Linked DNA regions of Mus musculus: region 2 is linked to region 1. A link is a contact called in public Hi-C data. All regions are on one chromosome and are shown on one strand. The core of a region is the stretch at or near the end of the contact, and the rest is flanking DNA. Distances in the headings are between cores, read along the strand shown. Region 1 overlaps 4931429L15Rik (RIKEN cDNA 4931429L15 gene). Region 2 overlaps Gm31432 (a long non-coding RNA gene).

Region 1 (6,741 bases), core at 2,028-4,527:
CACAGTTGAACACTCCCCACTCTGTCACCCCTCTTGGGACAAATGTATATTCCATTCTGGAGCAACACTAGCCATTTTCAATTGTCTCTCCCTGTGGCTTCACCATTTGTTTGAATTACCCATCCCAGGGCTTATAAAAACAGACTAACTCGTTTTCAAGTAGAAATTTCCAGCTGAGCTAACACTTTTGTGAGCCAGGAAGGATGTCAGCAAGCTCAGGGAGCCTCCATCGGAGCATGGTCTGGGTAACCTCCCACAGGCTCAGAGGTTAGTCAGTAGTTTTAAAATGTAAATTTTACCATTCTTGTGCATGTGTGTATGATGTGGAACGTGCATGCCACAGCCTATGTGTGGAGGCCAGGGGACAGCTCTGTTGAGTTGGTTTTCTCCTTCTACCATTATGTGGACTCCAGGGATCGAACTCTGATAGTCAGCCCTTTAAGGAATGTGCTTTATCTGCTGGGGTATAATTGCTGCCCCTAAGTGAATCAGTGCTTTTAAAACAAACTTTTATGGTGTGTGTGTGTGTGTGTGTGTGTGTGTGTGTGTGTGGTCAGAGGACAACTTGTGGGAGTCACCTCTATCCTTCTGCCACGTGGGTCCCAGGCATGGAACTCGGATTGTCAAGCTTGGCCACAGGTGCCTTTCTTTATGTGGCTCTGAACTTGCTATGTAGCCAAGAACGGTCTTGAACCCCTGACCCTCTCGCCTCCACCACCAGTGTGCTAAGATTACAGGCAGCAGCCGCCATGCCTAACCAGAACTTAGCTTCTGAGTCCCAGTTTAAAGCCTCCTTGTGAAAGTGTGGCAAAGTCACCACTCAAGCAGCCACCTGGGTTACTAGGTGAATGCCCAGCTTGTCACAGCTAGAGAGTGGCCCTGTCACCCAGTTCTACTTTAGACGTTTGCAGTGTTCCCTGCACAGAATCTGCTTCCTGGTTGAGTCTTTCCTGAGCTTCACGGGACTCCGAAGACGACGTTTATCCTGTTTGGGGATTGTGGGGTCCTTGGGTTCATAACCAGCTGGGTGGGAACTGCAGGTGGGAGGTGACCAGGGTGCATACAGATCTTTGCTCTCCAGCTCCTTAGAAGAGATCTCATTAGCTAGGCTAACTGATGGTCCTGTGTGTGCTGGGTCACATAACTGCCACATTAGCACAGGGAACTGTCCAATCAGATATTTATGGAGTAGCTTTGCCAGGCCCAGAGGCAGGGAGTCTGTGGCTTTTGTGAGAACGGGGAGGGGAGAGGCAGGAGTGCAGACACCAGAGAGAAGGCCGAGGTCAGGAATGACCTGCTGGAAGCAGATTCTGGGAGAAGCCCTTATGTAAGGTCCAGCATCCTCAGCCTTTGCTTGAGAGCCTTCACAGCCTGTGGGACTTCTTTACCTGCCCCTCCCTGGACTACACACACCCTGAGTGAGCATGGTCTTTACTTCCAATCCTCCGGCTCTTAGCCTTCAGCACCCTGCTCAAATGTCATTTCCTTCCTGGACATTCTCCCTGTCCCTTGCTGCTGACACAGTGGCATCAGGGGCTCACTCCATGATGCGTTATATTCCCAACTCTACTAGAGGTCTCTGTAGTACAGCGAACTTCATGTTTTCCTTCGCCTGTGGACTTAGAGTTTATTAAAGATAGAGGCCACAATCTCCAGCAACCAGCCCAAAGTCGGGCCCATACAAGACATTTAATATTTGTTGAATTCACCCGGAGGCCAGCATAAGCTTTCTCTGTAGGTAAGAACTGGGCAAGCAAGAGTGAGCTTGCACCTGGGTGTGGTGGCCTATGCTTGTAATCTCTGCAACTTGGGAGGCTGAGTCAGGAGGATTATTGGGAGTTTGGGGCCAGCTGGGGCTAACATAGTGAACTTGAGGCCAACCTTCAATACAAAGCAAGATGAACCAACTAACCAAGTGTGGACTTGAAGACTCAGTGACTAGTTCGTGAATGATGTGTAGGTGTGGGCTGAACACCTTTGAAGGCATCAAATCTTCCTGGATTTGAAGATCTTCATTATTCCTTTTCTGAAAAATCTCCTTCTGCCTAGGGAACTTAAGACTCCAAATTGTCTCTATCCACATGCCTAGAGAGTCTTGGATCCATAGAGCAAGTTAATGGTCTGGGACTGGGGCCCTAGGACAGCAACCCAAGCTTGTGATAGTAATATGCTTGTGTAGGCAGGGTGTGCCTTCTGAGACTTCCAGTCTGGCCTCTGTTTTACCTGGAGGGGACTCAGAAGGAGGAGATGCTGGAGATCTGTCAGTAGCAGCTCAGGTTCTCTCCGCCTGATAGAGCTCTATGAGATAGCAGCTATGGCTGCCGTTCCTAGATCCTCACATTCTGCAGATCCTGATGGTAAGTGGACATTGCCCATCACCATGCTGCTAATCGGCATGAACATCTCTGAATGACAGACCGTGGAGACATTCCCTCAGCTCACACAGGTCTCTTCATCTCTGGACTCAGAATCCCTGACCCAGTGGGTGAGGGAAAAAGGGTTCCCTTGGAGCTTTGCACCACGCAGGCACTGGGAAAAGACAGAGGGCTCCAGGAATCCATGGAGCTAATAGGCCTGGCTTCTCTTCCAATTTTCCTCTCCTGGGAAGGTAGGCATAGGGCTTATGAAATGTATTCTTTAGCGATTTTGTAGTTTAGCCTACCTAAGGACTCATCTGGGGGGAAATGGACCAAGAACAGGAGAGAGAGAGAGAGAGAGAGAGAGAGCGCGCTCTGCACTGCAGGACATCAGAAGCCAGTCCTGGCTCAGGCAGGTCCCTTCCAAGAGCTGATGCAGACTGCTCTATGTTGCCATCTGCTGGACACATGCAGCAATAGCATGTCACACCCTTGGCACTTCCTGCCCTCTGGATACTTCCATCTCATCCCTTCTACCCTCTTTAGGCCAAGGCCCCTCCCTCCTGCTCACCACACACCTGCTTTCCATCTTCTTCACGGTGGCGCTGTCAAGAAGCCTTAGTCCTGGCCCAGGACAGAGGACTCTGAATTATTCACTCCTGTGGTCTGATGAGAAAGATGCTTTGCTGCCGGGGTCAGAGATCTTAACGCACCACCTATTTCTCTATGCCCTTGAAGGCATTCTGGGACATGGAACTCGGCTGTGACTGAAGGCTACTGAAGTCATGTGTGTACTGGGGTATTTCTGAGAGTGAGTCCTCAGCATTAATGACAACAGGTGTTCACAGGACCATCCCAAACAACTAGGATGCAGGGCTCCTGGCACAGCATAGAAGGCAAAGGTGGCCAGTAGAGGCTGCTATAGCACTAGCTATGGGCCTTACCACTTCTCATTCCAGGGCCATAAGGATCCAGAAACAAGGCTGTACTGGTTAGAGTTGATTATCTACAAGTCTGGGTTTTCCTTAGTGCTGATGTCCCCAGGTGATACTCTGGATTCTCTTAGCCTGTCTGGGGCTGAGAGACTGAGTGCTTTCTCTGGTTTGGCCTGGGGACACAGCTCAAAGCTCCCGGCCTGGCTTCTCATTGCTTTCCTGTTCATCCTAGATTGGGCTGTGCCTTTCCTAAATCCTGATGGCTTATTGCTGTTGCTATTCCTTTGGGCAGACACTAGGTTGTGTGGGCACCTAGATGGACCAGCCTTGAGGCCAGAGCCTCTCCATGTGTGTCAGCAGGAATTAGTAGGAGGGCAAGGACGCTCTGGGATGTCCTGAGCCAAAGGGGATCCAGAGAAGGAGGCGACCCACTGGAGGTAGGGGTTCAAACCCTTCCAGCCTAGCTCTCCTCCTGACAAGACCCCTTTTCTTCTTTCCCTCATGGGGGACTTTCCTGATTTTGGTCCTCATGTGCAGAGTTGAAAGCCCTTGTGTGGTGTGGGGGAAGAGCTTGGTGGCTGTGTTGGAGTGTGGTTTCCAGCCCCTTGCCTGTGATGGCTGACCTGCCTTCATATTGTTTGCACAGAGCCCATCTCTGGGAGCCAATGTCCATCCCGACTCACCTGTATGGACAAAGCGGTGTTGGTTTTTGCAGAGCTTGAGCATATCATAGTAAAAAGAAAGGTGTTCTAAACAGGCTGAAGGGAGAGCCGCTCTGCTCAAGCAGAGAATTCTGGGGCAGCAATGGGTATCCTGGGTAGCCTAGGGATCACCATGGCAACACGAAAGGCAATCCAAAGGGAGGCAGCAATAGAACAGGCCCTCCTCCAGGCTGAGGCTGAATCCCTGGCGTGATTAGAAGAAGGATTTAGGGTTAGAAAATGATCTGTAGAGCCACAGCTGCCTCTAACTTAGGGGACACGTGGCCTGTCTGCTGTCCCTTGTCGGTGGAAATCCCTTACTTCTTGTTCCTCACCCGTGAGGCACCCAACTTGGGCAGAGGACCTGTTGGTGTGTGGAGAAGTGGGGAGAAGAACAGGGAGTCAACCCCAGAAAATTGTCTTGCACGTTGAGAGAGACGCAATGAATGGGATTTTAGGCTGCTCCAGCCTGCTTCCTCCACTTGCGGGACTCAGAGCCTTCACAGTTAACCTAGTCTAACTGGGGATCAATGGCTGGCCTATCATGTCCCCTCTAGTGTTCCCTTACCAAAAGCAGCCTACTTGGAAAAGAAAATAAATGAAAAGCACTTTTCTTGCTCTCTGGTGCCGCTGAGCCTGTGACCCTCCTCCCTCCCCACCCCTCCTCCCTGGCTGCCCCTCCCCACTCCTCATTACCTCTGCTCAATTAGCTATGGCTGGGTTAACCCCTTCAGCCTCCGTTTGGAGTAGGGTGATTGCTTGTTGCCTTCTCCACAGGCCCTGTTCTCAGCACGGTTGGTTCTCAGGAGCACAGAATGGGCCAAGTCCAGTGCCTGCCAACCTCCTCCGTACCCTCCCTCTGGCTGCCAAATCTGACTTTGATTAGCGTGTGGAGGGGAAGAAAGCAGGAAAATAGAATATTAAAATCTTAATTCAATTTAAAACACTGTCATTCACAGGCATGCCAAACAGTGAGATGACTAATTATTATGCAAATGAGGGAGATAGAAAAGTGATTAATAATTGCACAAATTAAAAATTATTGTAAACATCCTGTGACGAGCGATAAGTCCGATGGAGAGGCAAGGGCGGTGGGCCGGGGAGGCCACGGAGGAGCCAGCTCCTGCATCCGTTTTCCTCATTAGGGGGATTTAATTAGCACCCAATGATGGGGCTTGTGCTGCCAGGGTTGGGGAGTGTGTGGCCAGCACCCCCAGCTGTCTGCTGGTTCCTTGTTTCCTCTCCAGCTTCTCCTCACTACCCTGGGGTCTTCACTAGAGTGAGCAGGAAGAGGAAGGAAGGCTGGCCACCATGAAGGGCAGGCAGGCGCTGTGCAAGCAAGCCTGCTGCTTTCCTGTGTGTCAGGCTGGAGGACAGTCTTGGTGTCACCTCAGAGAACTTGTCCACCTCCTTTGAGACAGCATCTCTCATTGGCCTGGAACCCACCAATTAAACTAGACAGACTGGCCAGCCAGGCCCAAGGGCCCTCCTTTCTTTGCCTCTTACACTGGCTTAGGAACAGGGCGTTTTTTACTGGATTCTGGGAATTGAACTCAGGTCCTTGTGTTTATAAGGCAAATTCTTTACAGACCGAGCCATTGCTTCACTCCAGCTGACATATTCTCTTTTCTTTCTTTTCTTTTCTTTTCTTTCTTTTTCTTTCTTTCTCTTTCTTTCTTTCTTTCTTTCTTTCTTTCTCTCTCTCTCTCTCTCTCTCTCTCTCTCTCTCTCTCTCTCCTTCCTTCCTTCCTTCCTTCCTTCCTTCCTTCCTTCCTTCCTTCCTTCCTTTCTTTCTTTCTTTCTTTCTTTCTTTCTTTCTTTCTTTCTTTCTTTCTTTCTTTCTTTTTTCGAGACAGGGTTTCTCTGTGTAGCCCTGGCTGACTTGGAACTCACTCTGTAGACCAGGCTGGCCTTGAACTCAGAAATCCGCCTGCCTCTGCCTCCCAAGTACTGGGATTAAAGACGTGCACCACCACTGCCCGGCTCAGCTAACATATTCTTAATAAATTTTTTTATTTACCAGCCACAGCTTCCCCCTACCAGGGTCTGGATGCCTGGTCTCTGGCAGATGGGGCTGGGGCTGGTTGAGTGGCTGGCTATCTTTGCTGTCCTCTATAAATCCTGGGCCTTAGGGAAATGGCTCTTGGTGTCCAGAGAGGCCACAGGAAGTTATGAAGCCCAAGGTTAGACTTGGAGCAGTGGGAGGTGTAAGCTGGCCTCAAACTCAGAAATCTGCCTGCTTCTGCCTCCTAGCCAGAGTTTTCCTTCTCGAGAGCCTAGTACTGGCCATGGCTTACTCCTGCCCCCTGCTGGCTGAACTCATCCTGAGGGTCTCAGTCCAACCTCGGCTTCTGGCTAGGGTCTTTCTGGGCTCTTCTGAGACAACCAAGGGTGATGGGATGTGGTACAAGTCTTTGTGTGGCCTTGGCTGAGTTTGCCTCACCTCTCTGGATCTGTTCGGTTTTACAAGAGTTGGGCTGGGGATAGCCCAGTGGTTTGCCCAGCCTGTGTACAGCAAGGGTTTGAATGGAAGTGCCACAGGTAAATGAATAAGATGGGGAAGCGTCTACAATTCCATGGGACTTTCCCACCCATCCTTTGCCTCATTTTCAGCCATCAATTTGCTAGGCGAGACCTCGTTTCTCTGTATGGAGTGCTAGAGGTGCAGTTGGTACATGGTGTCCAGGACCTTGAGAACACAGGAAAAGAGATGAAGGAATGGCATGAGCTAAGGCCCTGGGGTGAGAG
Region 2 (6,741 bases), core at 2,892-5,391, 170 kb after region 1:
TGGGAAGTCAGCGCTCCACAATTTATTACAAACACTGGTGAGCAGTAGAGCTGAGGACAGCAGGAACAAGCTCTCTGCTGGACATCACAGGGGGAGCCTCAGACCCCGGTGGGGCAGGGGATGGTTCCAGGAGATACTATGCTGGGATTATTGTAGTACCAGATGCTATCAATATGGTCACCAGGTCCAGCTGTCAGGATGTTTTATATGACTTATGTCTCCTGATAGCCCAATGGCAGGAAATCATTGACTCTGGGGTCAAGAGTCTGGAATAAAGGTGTATTCTGTCACTGGCTAATCGTGTTGCTGGGGTAGGAGCCTCTGGCCACTCATTAGCCATGAGCCTGTGTCAGAGAGTGAAGCACCACATAAAAAGTAGTATATACCTGAGACTCCAGCACTTGGGAGGTAGAGACAGGGTGAACAGAAATACAAGGTCATTCTTGACCCAGCCAGTTCAAGGCAAACTGGAGCCTCAATGAGACCCTGTCCCAAACAAGCAAATGAAGGAAAGCTACAAGTGTAGAAAAAGGGGCAGGATAGGGAAGACCTTTTTTTTTTTTTTGCCCCAAAGATGCTTGGGTGTTGCTTATATTGCTTATAAATGAGCACCCTGGAGGGCACAGCATGTCATACAAATGTGGAAAGTCACTGCATTTGCTCATATATGAAACATACATGAGCAATGAACAGGCTGCAGTGGCCTGTGGGATCATCTAGTCCATGACAGAGACACAGGACCTGATTCTAAACACACACACACACACACACACACACACACACACACACATACATACACACCAGTGGGTTGTTATCCAAAGCATGAGGCTATCTGAGCGCTGAGAGGCTGCCATAGGTCATCTGTAAGTGGACAAAGCCAGGGTTTGGGGCAGGGGGTTATTGTAGGAGGGTTGCTGTCTCCCCCTGAGACTTCAGGGGTCTTGGGACTGGTGACACCTGGGGTAGAGGAGCATAGTAACAAGGTCAAGGACTGCCTCTGCCCCAGCAGATACAGAGGGACAGTTCCTCACTTCCCATCCAGAGAGTTCCCTCCCCACTTCAAGGCCAGCCCAAGGTAATAGTTTTTGAAACATTTCCTTTGAAACATTTGCATGGAGTTATTAAATAAATAAGGGTTGACTTGAAGCAGTGTTTGTTGGGAAATGTGATATGAAAATTCATTTAATATGCAAGAATGTGGAAGAGTAAGCGTATGGTGACATCCTGATTGCAGATAGTATCTGATAACTCCATACGAACACACTTCAGTCACCATATCTGTAGCGTTGGTCCTCTGCTCCAGAAGCACAAAGAGGTGACTGTATGCGAGACCTCTCTTCTGGGCCAGATTAGAATTAATTAATTGGGAATATTGTGACATTACTTTGGTAATTAAGAAGCATCCTCGGCAATGAGATGAAGTGTTTACTATTGTCTCCAATGAGGCAGGAAAAGATGAGACGTGGCGAAATCACAGCAGAGAGAGAGAGAGAGAGAGAGAGAGAGAGAGAGAGAGAGAGAGAGATCTGGAGGGGGTGGCTCTATTCTTTCTGTCTTCAGCTTTTCTGACTTGCTTATAGTGTGTGGGGCCCCTGATAAGAGGCAGGGTCTCAGGGCCAGGCCACAGGGAGACCTTCCAGCACCTCCCTGAGGGTCAAGGGTGAATTCTCTCCCAGGCTTCTGGATCCCAGGAGACTGCCCCAAGCCTGCAGATGAGGGGGCGGGGTCCTCCAGGGAACTTGTGACATAATGGGCAGGGAAAGCAGAGGTCAAAGGTGAGTCAAGGCTGAGGAGCATCGACACGCCCCTTCCTCTCTTGATAAACTGTGAAATCCATTTGTCCTTGGCCAGATGAACTCTGGAAGGCGAACGCTGTCACTTCTGGGCATCTGCAGAAGGGTTAGGGAGGGAGGAGAGGCGCCCATATGCTGGCCTGTCTCCCAGTACACGACCCTGGGAGTTTGCTTGTCTTTCTGCCTTTTCCCCTTCCTGGGGAGAAAATGGAAGTAATTTCCTTTGAAACATGACATTTCCTAATCCGGCGCCCGGCCTGGCTGACAGCAGGATTAGTGTGCTCGGGCTGCCAAGCCTGGCTGGCCATATGCAGGCACCTCCCGTGGGACTGCAGTGGCCGGAGCCAGCCCCTCCCCTGGCTCTTCTCCCCTCTCCAGTCTGGTCTAAGCCATTCTATCCCTACATATTGAGGACTAGAAGGCTGGAAGCCAGCTCTGGGGGTCCTTTCCTAACCAAAAGCTGGGGACCTGTGTGATGGCTTCTTTCATCCACCTAGAGCTGTTACTATTGTTTACCAGAGGAAGGTGAGAAGGCCAGGTGTTGGGGACCCACAGTAAGAATATATATATAGGGCACATCAGGACCCTGTCTGGGGCTTCCAGACACATTGTTGCCTAGGTAGTAGTGACTCTTTTGGCTCCCCGAAGTCTCTCATTAATAATAATAACATATTTGTGAATATAACAAATATATAAATACATACATATACAATTATAATATTAAATAAATACATAAGTTGGTGTTTGTTTACTTGAATGTTTTGCCACCCTCCTTCTCCATGACTGTCCTTTATGGTGTCCACAATGGGCACTTGCCCCAGGGTTTCTGCGAGGAGATGTGCCAGTCGGACAGCACTCTCGTCTCTCTTGCCCTGGAGCTGCTTATTAGAATGCATGACGCCCATGAATTGCAGCATCCTGTTAGGTGGGTCCCAGTTTCTTCTTCCTCATAGATGAAGAAGCTGGGGACCAGAGAGACAGAGACTATTGCTCAGATTAGCACGAGCCGATTAGAACCCAGACAGGTCCAGTTCACAATGTCTTATAATTTAGCCGTTTCTCACATGTTGTCAACCTATGAACCTTTCTTCCCTATTCCACACAACTCTCAGCCAAGTTCATGAACTCTGGGGGTTAAACTAACAGCCCTGGCCTATTCTGGCTGGGTGTAAATTTAATTGAAAAAAATTAAATTCCACTTATTTGTTGTATGTCTCTGCGTGTATGTTTTCTCCACAGAGTACAAGTGGAGGTTAGGGGACAACTTGAGGGAGTCATTTCTCTCTCTTCTATTACCATATAGGACTGGGGGTCAAACTCAGGTCATTAGGGTTTGTGGTCTGCGTTCTTATTGGCCGAGCCATCTTACTGGCCTGATAATTACTTTTCCAGTACGTTTTGGGATGTGTCATGTGTAGAATGCTGTAGTGAGGCCCTTCACTTTGCAGCTGGCTTAGGCATTGTGAGCTCCAAGACTGAGACCTTGGGAGGTATCAGACTCAGAATGCCTGAGCCATAGGTCGTGTCCCTGGTCAAGATGAAAGCTGAAAACTCAGCGTGGACAGCTGTTCAGAGGGGACTGAATAAGGACGTCAAGCCGTTTTGCACGAAGCTTGAAGTTTCTTTTCCAGTCTTTGAGACTAAGAGAAGAACTCAAGGGTACCCAGGTTTTGTGGTGTGAATAAGTAGCCAGGAATGAGCAGGGAGGGCCTAGCTTCCTCTGCTAGGGAGTTTCTCCTGTGTCTGGCCCCATCTTTTAAATCTGCCAGCCACAAATTTTGCCTCTAGGGTCTTTGAGAAGTTCTTTGCGGTCCCGAGGAGGAAAGAGGGAATTTCTGTCCCCTCCTTCCTCCTTCCTCATCTCTTCTGTACTAGATGTTGTAATGAGTTTGAAGCCATGCTTGGTCCAGTGGTGTAACATGTCTGGGGCGTTTGTGGGAAATGGAAGGTAGGGAGTTGAGGGGGCTGGAGGAAGGAAGCCTGCAGTGTGGCTAAGCTGGGCCTTCCCTTTCTCAACTTGGGTGCACAGTCCCACAGTGAGATTCAGGGTGACAGATGGAGAAAGCGCTTCTTGCAAAGGACCCAGTGATGAGAAGACAGCTTGGTTTGAGGATGACTTTCTTGGAAACTGTATTTGTGGGAGATCGGAGTAGCAAACTGAATAGAAATTCAAACTCTGTGGACTGGAAGGGCTGGGCCCACTTGAGACCAGTGTGAGTAGGGCGTGGTCTGCTGGAAACACCCATCCCCACCAGTGGAAGTGTCCTAGGTTGCTGTTAGAGCGACTGCCTCTCTGGGAGCATTGTTCCACTGCACAAAGTCAGCTCTCATTCTTTTCCTTAGCATCCAGTCCTTTCTTCACCGCTGTTCTTAGCATCTCTGCCCCTCCCGTCTCCCTTGCTCATTCTCTCCCTCCCCTATCGATCTCCCGACCTCTGCATTAGCATTCCCAACCTCCAGCACCAGCCACTTAGGCCAGAAAGACAGCTCCTTGGAAACACAATTGAAATATTTTTATAAATGACCAGCGGAGTTTGAGTGACATGCCCTTCTTAGGCTAAATAAAATTAAAGTTAAACCTTCTAAAAAATACATGAGCCAAACATCCTCTGCACATTTCATTATGCAAATGTGGCTGTCCGGGGCTGCACAAATTAGCCCGCCTTTTGAAATCAGCTGCGGCTGCCTTCTCTTCTTTTTTTTCCGTTCCTCTTTTCTCTCCCTTTGGGTTGTGAGCAAAAAGGCTTTGTGGTTTTAGGCTGGCAGCTGGAGTCTAGGGGAGCAGGGTAGGCTGGAGAGTGGGGAGACCCATTTCTCCTCATTTCTTCTTTGTCCTGTTCTTTCTTTGCAGAAGACAGTGAGGGAGAAATGAATCCAGGATGTCTCATCCTTTCTCTTTCCAAACTGCTTGGCAGGGTCTGGCCAGGAGAGGTCAGCCTGGGGTTGGGAATGGGGGCTTCCAGGTTTGGGAGGGGCACTCAGAAATCCCTTAGTCTTGGGGCTGTGGCTGCTGCTGGCCCTGACCTCAGGTCAAGATCCTCCTTCCCCAGGTCTCAGGTTTAGCACAGCATGACTTTGCTTGTTTGTTTATGAACCCCAGATGGCACCCGGAGAACATAGTTGGGTCCCTGTGCTTGTCTGGTGTCTAGGAGGGTCACAGCTCCTCTGATGGGGACATTAGGAAACAGGAGGATGGATGATTGGGATAGATGGCTACCCATGCCACCAGGGACTGTGATCTGTAGAGTCAGCCCTTCATAATACTGCCCAGAAGTAAAATAGCTACATAACTCATCTGCCCACTCCTGTAAAGGAGCTGAGTTACATGAGAATCTAGAGTTTCCATATTTGGATGTGTCTAAAACTGATTGTAGTTACAATCAACGGGTTCAGAATCTGGAGACAAAGTGGGTGTGGCCAGGTGGGTTTGATTAAGACTCTTCCGTACTTGATGATGTCCAGTGAGTGGGCTGTTGCAGCAGAATGCGGTGATTTGGATGGCTTATAAACAGCAGAAACATATCTCAAGATTTTGAAAGCTCAGGATTTGAGAAACTGTCATGGTTTGAATATGCTTAGCCCAAGAAGTGGCATTATTTGGAGGTGTGGCCTTGTTGGAGTAGGTGTGGCCTTGTTGGAGTAGGTGTGGCCTTGTTGAAGTAGGTGTGGCCTTCTTGGAGTAGGTGTGTCACTATGGGCATGGGCTTTAAGACCCTCATCCCAGCCGCCTGGAAGCCAGTCTTCTCCTAGCAGCCATCAGATGAAGATGTAGAACTCTCAGCTCCTCCTGCACCATGCCTGCCTAGACGCTGCCATGCTCCCGCTTTGATGATACTGAACTGAACCTCTGAACCTGTAAGCTAGCCCCAATTAAATGTTGTCTTTATCAGAGTTGCCTTGGTTATGGTGTCTGTTCATAGCAGTAAAACCCTAACTAAGACAGAAATAGAGCCAAGGATGTATTTATATACATGTGTATTTTAAAAATCTCTTCCTTACATTTTTTTCTCTCAACTCTCTTATATTGTTAACTTATGTCAACTAAATTCACCCATCTTCCTAGTGCTGGCTGCCAAAGAGCATTTTGTCCTAAGCATGTTTGTACCAAATTGTGCCTTTGATCCCCTAGATGGATAGACATTCATGTTGTCCAGAATTCCTTGTAAGGACAGCTTGCAGTCTATGCTTTCCTGGGTAGCATGAAGAAGTTGATCTGAGGTGGTGTGTACTGGAAGATCTGTTGGGTCTTGGTTGGTTTCACTTAGAGCAGGAGTGGACCCTTCCTTCCTCTGCCATTTCTGTGGGCTTCTGTCCCTCCCCACACGTTTTCCAATACTTGTTGGCATGGTTGCCATGCGGACGGGCCTCAGGCCGCCTTCCCTCTCTTTGCACTGCTCTGACTACCATGTAATTGTACAAATGTCCTTTTCATGGGCTCCCCCACTGTGGATTCCACCTTACACAAATTGTTGGGCATTGTTTTTGCCCTTCTTCCCTGTGTCTTTCTTGCTGATTTCAAAGAGTTTGTAAAATGTTCTGTCTCCACACATCTTTGTTTTAGTCGTGGGTGTCATGGGTCACCTTAGTTGCCTGTTGACTCTGCAGGCTCCTTCTGGGAACAGGAAGGTTTGGAATTAGTCTAGCCAAATACATCATTGCTTTTTTTTTTTTTTTTTTTTGTCTTTTAGTTTGTGCCTTCTGGGGTCTTATTAAAGAAGTCATCTAATACCAAGGTCATAGAGCTGCCTTTCACATTCTCTCCAGTTAGTTTTATAGTTTTGCGAACCACACTTAGGGGCTTAATTGCCTGGGATAGTTCAAGTTTTACATAGTGGAAAGAGAGACACACAGTGTTTTAATAAAATCTGCATAGTAAGCCAGTTGAGCCAACTGTACTCCCCGCTGCCCCTGGCCCCAGCCCCCACCAGCTCCTTACAAATTCACCTGC

Evidence for each region. A called contact is a pair of places that touch in the nucleus more often than the background predicts.
Region 2: a contact with region 1 is called in a Hi-C map of the N1E-115 cell line, with 7 times the contacts expected there. The contact joins two enhancer-like sites. A contact is called at or near these places in 2 of 484 Hi-C or Micro-C datasets (the N1E-115 cell line and neural progenitor cells), 1 of 115 datasets of contacts at active chromatin or transcription factors (embryonic stem cells) and 1 of 9 other capture datasets (adipose tissue).

What each region holds. Positions count from the first base shown.
Region 1 is chr9:46,311,859-46,318,599 of GRCm38.p6, forward strand. It overlaps 4931429L15Rik (RIKEN cDNA 4931429L15 gene), which reads right to left. Exons shown (of 13, transcript NM_183104.2): 2 at 4,690-4,869; 3 at 3,976-4,198. Among named protein-coding and RNA genes, the nearest start is that of 4931429L15Rik, 4.8 kb to the right of the region's middle. Within about 2 kb of position 3,278, at least 44 of the 459 cell types and tissues checked have an H3K27ac peak or open chromatin away from gene starts, as enhancers often do. A contact at or near this core is called in the N1E-115 cell line, where this site is marked.
Region 2 is chr9:46,478,505-46,485,245 of GRCm38.p6, forward strand. All of the region lies in intron 1 of Gm31432 (a long non-coding RNA gene), which reads left to right. Among named protein-coding and RNA genes, the nearest start is that of Gm22659, 81 kb to the right of the region's middle. Within about 2 kb of position 4,142, at least 22 of the 459 cell types and tissues checked have an H3K27ac peak or open chromatin away from gene starts, as enhancers often do. A contact at or near this core is called in the N1E-115 cell line, where this site is marked.